Regions from separate parts of the Mus musculus genome. Here all the other regions are linked to region 2. A link is a contact called in public Hi-C and promoter capture Hi-C data. All regions are on one chromosome and are shown on one strand. The core of a region is the stretch at or near the end of the contact, and the rest is flanking DNA. Distances in the headings are between cores, read along the strand shown. Region 1 overlaps Tspan18 (tetraspanin 18). Region 2 holds the start of Cd82 (CD82 antigen). Region 3 overlaps Ext2 (exostosin glycosyltransferase 2).

Region 1 (3,020 bases), core at 328-2,827, 180 kb before region 2:
ATGCATGGCAGGATCCAGGCAGGCACAGTGCAGGAGGAGCTGAGATTTCTACATCTTCATCACAAGACTGCTAGCAGAAGATTGGATTCCAGGCAGCTAGGATGAGGGTTTTGTATCCCACACCCACAGTGACACACTTACTCTAACAAGGCCACACCTACTCCAACAGGGCCACTACTGCTAAGAGTGCCACTCCCTGGGCCAAGCATATACAAACCATCATGGTAGGCACACTTATATTGGTGTGTGTGTTCACATACACATGGACACACACAGAGACACAAAGAAAGGGGAAAGGAAGAGGGACAGAGACAGACAGAGAGACAAAGACAGAGATGGGGGGACAGGGAGAGAGAAGGACACACACAGGGTGAGGGAACAGGCAGAGACAGATGGAGAGAGAGAGAGAAGGACAGACACACAGAGAAAGAGACAAAGAGAGACAAAGAGAAAGAGATGGAAAGGGGGAGGGAGAGGAGATTGAAGGACACAGAAAGAGACAGAGACAGGAAGGAACAGGGTGAGAGAGAGCTTTCACAATTTAAGACATCTGAGCAAGTTTGAAGTTGTCAAGGCAAAGGCCACAGGTGTTGCTGTGCAGAAGAGATGAATCATGGGAAGAATCCTTGCTTCTTCTGACAGACTGCAGAAAAATATAGCTAACAGCGGCTAATTATGAGTGAAGGCTGAAAACCCCGGGAGAGCATCTTTTTCCCTGTGGTGGGGCTCATCCCTGAACTCTGTATCCAGCAGACACTTACTAATCGTCAGCCAACTACAAATGTTCAGCTTTGTAAAGTACAAGCAGTGGTGTGCAGAAGGGAGTTGTGCTAGATGAAATAGCATCCCCTCAAAATTCTCATCAGCCACAGACTCTCAACATGGCCTTATTTGGAAAACATCTGCTGATGTAGCTAGCAGGATGAGGTCATGCCAGGTCCCACGTCTGTGTCCTTAAAAACAGATGAGGGCACACAGAGGAAGGGCTGTCAGATTAGACAAGGCAGCCTCAGCCTGAAGAACAAATGTCCAGGGTGGCCAGTAACCCCTCTGCAGCCGGGGGAGGCAGGCAGGCAGGCAGGCAGGCGAGACCTCTCTCCTGAGCACTCAGGTCACTTCTCCTGCCCGGTTGTGGGCAACTTTGGGTCTCACAAGTTTGAGATTTTGCACATTTGTGTTGCTTTAAGCTTCCCAGTGAGGGTCCAGTGGTCACAGGAGGTAACTGACAGAGAAGGAAGGTAGATACAAAAATCCAGAGAGACGGAGGGACTGAGTGCAGACCCCAAAACTCATTCCCTTTAGAACTGGGGCATCAGCTTCCTAGCCTACAGCTGCAACTCATCTGGAAAGAACCTGCCACTTCCTGGACTCCCACTGCCAGGCCAGCGCAGCGGGCAGACCTCAGAAGATGCCCAGCTGCCGGCTGCCTTTAGTAGAAACCACTTTCTCTAAATGTCTACCTCATAAAAAGTTATGCAAGTAGCCAGATAGGCTTCCTTGCTTCCAGCCAAGTCCCTCGGAGTTCTCCCTCCTTGACTCTGCAAAGACACCTCTATCTGGGGCTCCTCCTACAGGCTGCCTCCGGTCCACCAGGCAGCCTCACACAGCAGTGACCAGCCCAGCCTCTCTTGATGGCATTTATCCCTGGAGATGCATGGGGGGGGGGGGGGGAAGAAGCATGGCTCCCATCAGGCAGTCCAGTCCAGGACACATCCCACGTGGTGCCACAGGGTGCTCCTCCCAATCCCCTTCCCCAGGGCAGCTGGGCTCCCACTACTAAATGCCGCCCACAAAGAAAAGCCTGTTATTTCTCCATAAACTGATTCTTCTCCTTTTCCCAGGCCCTCTGGGGGCCGGGCCTTGCAGATCACCCCACTTAAACACCCCGTTGTGTTTTTATTGCTCAGACTCCATCCCAGATCATTAGCGGGCAGGGTGGAGGGCCGGTGGGGGAGTGGGGGAGTGAAAAGGTTCTCTTGGTTTCTTCTCTGCTTTCTCCCCCCACCCCTTCCTCCTCAGAAATGCAATCCAGTTGTTGTTTTAGGCTGGGATTTGTAAAAGGCCTTTGGACTTAAAAGAAAAATGTCGATCCAGACCTTAGGGATAAACACACCCCGCTGTAAGCACAAGCACTGAGCTACCACAGGAGCCAAGGAGCCCCAGACCTGGGCCCACGATGAATCACTCACCCTGCCCACTGCTCCCTCACTATCAGTGAAGGAAGGGGCTTCCCCCCCTCGGTCATCCAGCCCCTCCCCCCCCCCCCCCCCCCCCCCCGCTCATTTGACATTCTCCAACTTTCTTTTTTTCTTTTTCCTTTTGGTGCTTTGCAACAGGATCTCGATACATATCCCTGGCCATCCTGGAACTCACTATGTAGACCAGGTTGGCCTCTAACTCACAGTGAACCACCTGTCTCTGCTTCCCGAGTGCTGGGATTAAAGGCTCGTGCTACAATGCTTAGCTGTTCTTCAACTGTTGTTTCTAACATCTGTTGTCCTATCAGTTGTTTCTACTGCTTTTCCTAACATCTCTAAGTGTGGGGCTTAAGACATTTAGGACATGTCTGACCTTGTGCTTTCCAGCCGTCCTGCTGCTGGTTGCATTGCTCCCGACGTCCACCCCAGGGACTCTGTTTTGTGGTAGGACTGTGCCTTCTCATTTCTTCATCTCTTCTTCCTGTGGTCTGTTCCCATCACAGCCAGACCCCCAGGCCATGGGCCCGATTAAGGACTCCTAAGGACTTTGGTAACCTGGCCCTAGCCTGCTTTAGGATTCTACTGTGCCGGCATCCCAACATGGTGCAGAGCTACCATAAGAAAGGAACATCCCTGGGCTGGAACACACTGAGAGCTTCCCACATCCAAGCATGAGCACAAGCCATCCCGTGACCAGAGAAGGCCATCTTCTCTGCCTCAGTCTTTTACGGACACCTCAATAATGATGTTCTTCAACTCTCTTGGAATTCCTGTCCTCTGAAAAACTCGGACTGTCCCTGTGGCTAGCTTCTGGTGCCACCA
Region 2 (2,811 bases), core at 125-2,624:
GGACTCATTAAGCAGTTTTTTTTACAAGGGGGTGGGGGTCGTTTAAATTCAATACCCATCATCTCCAAGCTATGTTAGGGACTCAGGCCCTCCTTTGTCTAGGTAACACATTTCCTGACCCACAAAAGAACAAGATGACGTTGATGGCTGGTGTCAGTTTCTGACTCTGATGAGGTCAGGGATGGGACAGCTGCAGTTACCCACAAGCCTTCCAAACCAAGCCAAACCCCAAAGATGGGTTCATTTCCCAGAAGGAAGACAGCACACCACCTGCTCACTGACATCTCAGGAGCTTTGAAGTGAGGCTTCTGGGCACCCAATGGCCTGTCAGGCATGGTACACATAGTTTCACTTAATTCTTGCTACTACTGTTTGGCCATTGCTCCCCAAGTTACAGATGAGGAAACTAAGGTTTGGAGGGGAGTGGAATCCAATTAGGCTGAATCCCAAAGCCTAAATCCTTGGCACAGCCAGGACCCAGGACACACCCCACCATCAGAAGTGGAGCCCCTTCTGCACAAATACCTAATCCCTGGCACAGCAAGGAGCTCTCTTGGGTTTGGCTAGATTCTGAGCAGGTTTGGAAGGGTTTCCCCTTCTTCTCCCTATGCACCCCAAGAGAGAGTTTCTTCTGCTGCTATCCCTCCAGGCTCCTCTTCCAAACCAGCTCACCTGGAAAAGTTTGGCTAGGTTTCCACTCTTAAGTCCACCCAGTTCAGTGGTGCGCTCAGAACGTGGAAGGAGGAAAAGAACGGAAACTGCCTTGCTTTGGATTTGGAGTTCCTTCCAATAACCCAGGGCAACTTAAATCGTTTCTCTCAGTGACATTTTGCGGAAGTCGCTGAGGTCTAGCTACGCAATCTGAAAGCGAGTGTACTCACACACCACTGTGACTGTCACCTGTTAGCCCTCACATTCCGCTCGGAAGCTCATCTCAATCAACTTCCTCCTTCTGGAACCGGAGGAGATCTGGACTAGGGGCAGGGACAGGCCCGGGGCCACAGGGCTGGTGTGTGGGGCAGCCAGAACTAGGGAGTTCGGGACTCGGAGGTGAACGACCCTTCTCAGCTACTAAGTGCTCCAGCCTGTTACCTGTTGCCAAGCGGGCCCCACGGGCTTGGCGGAATGGGTCCTGCTAGGAAATCCGGACAAAGCTAAGTTTGCTTCCGATTATCCTGTCCCCTCCCCCAGGCTTCTCTTACCTGGTGCCTGGGTTCTGGCTACGCGCTTTAAGTCCCGCGTCTTCAGCTGGCGCCCCAACCCGAGTCTGACTGCGCAGCTTGGCTCTGTCCCTCCGTTTTCCCCCGCCACCCCCTCCCGAAGTCAGTCCAGAAGCTCAACGGCCTTGTCAGGCCACGCCACGCCCCCCAAGACCACGCCCTTGACACGCCCCCTATACAGTTCCCCTCTGGGCCCTGCGGGAGGTAGCACCAGGCTCCGCCCACCACAGCCTCCCGGTTCAATCAAACGGCCACACCCCTTAGCACAACACTGAGCTGGCTACCCTTTGCCAACCCTCCAGCTCTGCCCAGCCCTGCAGCCTGGTTCCAGCTCCAGATTAGAGGCGAGGCCACGTACGCGCCTTGCTCCGCCTGCTTTGGGCCTCCAGGGGATAAGGCCGACCTGGGACCCCAAGTCTGCCGCTCCAGTCTCTTCCAGCCTTGCGGAGTCTCACCCCCTATGGTCTCCCCCATCCTTCCCACTTCCCAACTATGCCGCTGGCGGTCCTCTGAAGCCCTCCTGTTCACCCCTTTGAGTCCATCACTTTCCCCAGGGGCTCACCCTTAGGCCTCCAACTGGGAGGCAACTCCCCGGCTCCGCCCTTCCCGGGGGATTCTCTGCTCCGCCCCGAGCCTGTTCCCCTTAGCAACCTGGCTCAGGGCTATAAGCCTGGGGCCCCGACGCTGGCATTCTAGGACGGGCGTATCCTGGTGCAACCCGGGAATGGCGTGGGAGCGTTCGCGTTCCAAGACCAGGTCTCCGTGTGGAGGCGGCTGGAGCCAAGCACTTTCTGAAAATACTAACAGCTACCAGTGGTTGAACTTTTGCTCAAAGACAGGATGAAAGCCAACAGCTGTTAAAACTCTGCTCTTCAGTCCCTACCACTCCTGGGCTACTTTATTTGTACCCATTTTATTATTTGCACCCATTTTACAGATGCACAGCCCAAGCTTTAGAGAGGGGAAGTCGTGGGCTAGAGTCTAACAGCAGAGTCGTTCGTGAACCATTCCAACGTCTCGAATCATACTTAATACTTGTCCTAGCTTTTCTGGATTTTGGTCCTTGAAGAAGTGGCCCAGGCCAGCCAGCTGTGGTACAGCAGGCTGGTGAAGGGGTGGCAGGAGAGGGCAGAGGGCCTGAGACCTCCATGGCTGGCTTCTTCTTTGAGAAAGTGGTCTGCCAAAGATCTCCAGATGTCTGACACATCACAATGCACTACAGACCATGGATCTGCCTCAGGCAGGTTACCAGGTTAACAAGCAGGGCCATTAACCTGTGAACTGCTGAAGTTCTTTAGCAACACATCTCACTGGCATAGCAGTACAAGCCTCTGAGGGGAGGGTGTGGATGTGCTTGCTTTACCAGTGGGGCGCTGGATGCAAGGCTGCCCAGTGGTTCTCAAAGCTGTTCTCACCCTAGAAGCCCCATCGCTGCCTGGGAACTTGTTAGGTTCATGTTTGGGGTTTGAGGCACCCAGAAACAACTCGGTGGGAAACTGCGGTGGTTTGCTTTCACAAGGGTCCCAGGTAATTCCGAGTCAGCTTTGTGGTTGAGAGCCACTGTTGGGCATAGGGTAGGCTGAGACTCACT
Region 3 (2,880 bases), core at 146-2,645, 230 kb after region 2:
TAACATTTGCCAGAGTAGATTTGTTCATCAACTGGGCTTAAAGAGGTATAATTCACACATGTGCAGTATTAGGAAATGCTGAAATGCAATGATTTAAATATACCGGCAACTGCTGTGACATGGTTCCTGCGGAAGTATTAATGTTAGCCAGAACCCCTGGCCATTGTTACAGCTACGGCAAAAGAATAAGGGATCCTGGGCATCCCCTTGGGTGGGGTGAGGGTCACGGTTCTCTGTGCCCTCAGCTCTTATAACATGGTAGGAGCTAGAGGGACCCCGGGGTGGCAATCAGAGGGACACCTATGAAATACCCAGGCTGAGGGAGAAGGACACCCCTGCTGGATCCGACACTCCCATGACACTCATGGGTCCTTCTTACACTTGATGCAAATGGAGCTGGGTCCTCTTGGCTTCATCTTTCTGGATGGTTCTTAGTAGAGAGGTTAGGGGTATATGCACAAAACAAGGAAGGATCCTTGGATAACCAAGAACCAGCATTCTAGACAGAAGAAAACAGTAAAAAATAATTTTAATCATATCAAAAAGCCAAAACAAAGAGTTGATCAGGGACTTTCAGTAGACATCTTGGCAGCCTGTGCTCTGCTGTGGATCTGGGCTCATGACTCAGGTCCCAAGCACAGTTCTGACCCTCAGAGGTATTGGGATCTGTAGCCCATGGCAGGTTTGCTCTCTCCAGAGTCTGCGCATGTGAAATGACTGCAAGGCTCTGCTGTGACTCCTGGGATCTAAAACTGGACAGCTGACTCCTCTAAGGCAGTTGTAGGGCCAGTGAGATGGTGAACTGCACCAGCAAGCCGAGAGTGATGCGCTGGGCTCCAAGTTGCAGCCTGTCCCTGAGGCTTCCTTCCTTTGGCATTTTCACAGAGTCCACGGAGATGGGAGGACAAAGCAGGCTGCGCAGCCAGCTCAACGAGCTCCAGTGTGTTTGGGAAGTCGGACCCAGGCTGGCCTCCCTGGCCCCACCCCGGAGCCCCGGGAGGTGCAGCAAGCTTCATAAGCTGCCAATGTTGGGGAAGCTCTTCAGTTTCTCGGGGAAGTCATCTTTGTAGAGGACAGGGTCCGCTCGGTGCTCCACCACCTTGAGGGGCATCGTTCCGAAGACGGAAGCAAACTTGTTGATGCACTCAGATCTGTGAGGTGAACGAGAGGGGGGGGGGGGGATGAGCAGAACGGAAGTGGTTAGCGACTGCAAGGCAGCAGAGCCCAAAGCAGCCACTATCCACAAGAAACTGAAGGTGCTGAAAGGGCGCCCAGCCCCTCGCTTGGCTCTGCAAAGGGCTGGGATGGCAAGCAAGGTGACCCAAGGCTCCTGACCCAGTCTGAGGGAGAAAGTGAATAGGGGCTGCTGTCTGTCTGCTGGCTGCTGTCTGCAGGTCAGGACTTCTGCCCTTCCCCCTCAAATTCCAGTCATTTTTCCAGCCCTAGCAGGCCTCAAACCTAGGTGGATTAGCTCCAACAACCCTTAACCCTATCTCTGCCAGCCATAGGGAAGGAGGATGATAGAAAGGAGACCGACGCTGCTGGCTAAAGCTGATGACTTAGGAGAAAGGGTCCTGTCCATGCAAGGCAAAGGAACAAAGGGACTGGTGACTCTGAATTTCAAGCAGTGAGCACTTAGCTCCCCAGCACTCACAGATGGCCTGCAAATACCCAGCCATAAGCATGCCTTTCTGACAGCCCCAGCTCACAGAGGGTTTCCTGCGTAACTGGTGTGATTTTCATCACTGCCACACTAGAACCAGGAGCAAGAGCAACTTGGTGACAAGAGCTGGGCACAGCAGAGCAGGTCTTCCTCCTCTTCTCCCTGCCCCCGGCCCTCAAAGCTGAGCCTCTCCTCAGAGGAGAGGGTCAGTCAGGCCAACTGAGTGTGTCAGCAGGGTGACCTGGATGGGTCAGCCCCAGGCCAGAGGGGAAAAGCTCATTTGAAGCTGGGACCCAGAAGGATGGATTTCAGAGGAGCGGTGCCGGCTTAGGCAGCTGGCCCTGATAGCTACAACAAAGGCAAGCAAGGCTGATGAGAGTGGTCACAGGGCAGGGGCTGCTCCAGGACACTCACCGCCACCTCTCTCCAGAGGTGCCATGAGCTGCTTCCAAAAGATGGAGACAGAGAAGAGCTCTGGGCTTGGGAAGGTGGTGGCCTTTGTTAGGTGTCATCGGCTCTCCCTGCCTTCTTACACTTCTGAAAAGCCTGTGCCACAGAACTATGGACCTAATAGACATCAGTGTCAACAGATTACCAACATCACAAAGAGGTAATGGTCGTTACAGGCTCCTCTTAGAACGAGTGCTCACGATAGCCTAGGTGCCTCCTCTGTCCCAATCTCTAGTGGGAAGGCTGAGACACTAAGAAGTTAATGTGCAAAAGCTAAACATAAAATGAAATAAAATAAAATAACATTAAATGGGGCAGAGCCAAACCTAGGGGTTCTAGCTCTTAATACCAAAGACTGAGTGAGAAGACCCAAATTTACTTACTAGCCTAACTGTGTGGCCCAATAGGAGGGGTGAAAGGCTACAACTCCAGAACCTCTGCTCCATGGCAGATAATTCACCTTACATCTTACTGATTTCTTAAAGCTCTCCTCTCCCATTTTTGACTCTCTTGCTCAAGGCCTGAGTTTATATTAGTCTCATATTATAGGTAAGCAAAATACGACTCAGAGACATTAAGTAAGTTCCTCGAGAATGACGGGCTAGCAAGTTGTGGAAGTGGGATTCAAACTCAGGCTGACACTGGCTGCTCTGCTCTCCACCACTCTGGGGCAGCTGGGTCTCGGACTCAGCATGGGGACACCTCGGGGAGACTGGTGGAGGGGTGACCTTTTTTTCCCTCTCTCTAAAATAATCTTACTAACTAGT

The links. Promoter capture Hi-C pulls out the DNA fragments that hold promoters and counts their contacts. Hi-C and Micro-C count contacts between places; a contact is called where the count stands out from the background.
Region 1: a Hi-C map of embryonic fibroblasts shows a contact between it and region 2, with 2.9 times the contacts expected there. The contact joins the enhancer-like site here to the promoter of Cd82 in region 2. A contact is called at or near these places in 2 of 484 Hi-C or Micro-C datasets (embryonic fibroblasts and muscle stem cells).
Region 3: a contact with region 2 is called in a promoter capture Hi-C map of cranial neural crest. The contact joins the enhancer-like site here to the promoter of Cd82 in region 2. A contact is called at or near these places in 5 of 39 promoter capture datasets (3T3-L1-derived adipocytes, cranial neural crest, embryonic stem cells and 2 more), 1 of 15 datasets of contacts at CTCF or cohesin (large pre-B cells), 4 of 115 datasets of contacts at active chromatin or transcription factors (bone marrow-derived macrophages, embryonic basal ganglia, embryonic stem cells and 1 more) and 1 of 9 other capture datasets (adipose tissue).

Annotation. Positions count from the first base shown.
Region 1 is chr2:93,276,759-93,279,778 of GRCm38.p6, forward strand. All of the region lies in intron 2 of Tspan18 (tetraspanin 18), which reads right to left. Among named protein-coding and RNA genes, the nearest start is that of Gm39882, 20 kb to the left of the region's middle. RefSeq lists an enhancer at 1,130-3,020. Within about 2 kb of position 1,578, at least 77 of the 459 cell types and tissues checked have an H3K27ac peak or open chromatin away from gene starts, as enhancers often do. A contact at or near this core is called in embryonic fibroblasts and muscle stem cells, where this site is marked.
Region 2 is chr2:93,461,128-93,463,938 of GRCm38.p6, forward strand. It overlaps Cd82 (CD82 antigen), which reads right to left and starts at 1,375. Exons shown (of 10, transcript NM_007656.5): 1 at 1,203-1,375. The region is part of intron 2 of Gm10804 (predicted gene 10804); the gene reads left to right.
Region 3 is chr2:93,695,121-93,698,000 of GRCm38.p6, forward strand. Ext2 (exostosin glycosyltransferase 2) reads right to left here. Exons shown (of 14, transcript NM_010163.3): 14 at 511-1,151. The coding sequence ends at 1,013. Among named protein-coding and RNA genes, the nearest start is that of Gm39883, 25 kb to the right of the region's middle. Within about 2 kb of position 1,396, at least 40 of the 459 cell types and tissues checked have an H3K27ac peak or open chromatin away from gene starts, as enhancers often do.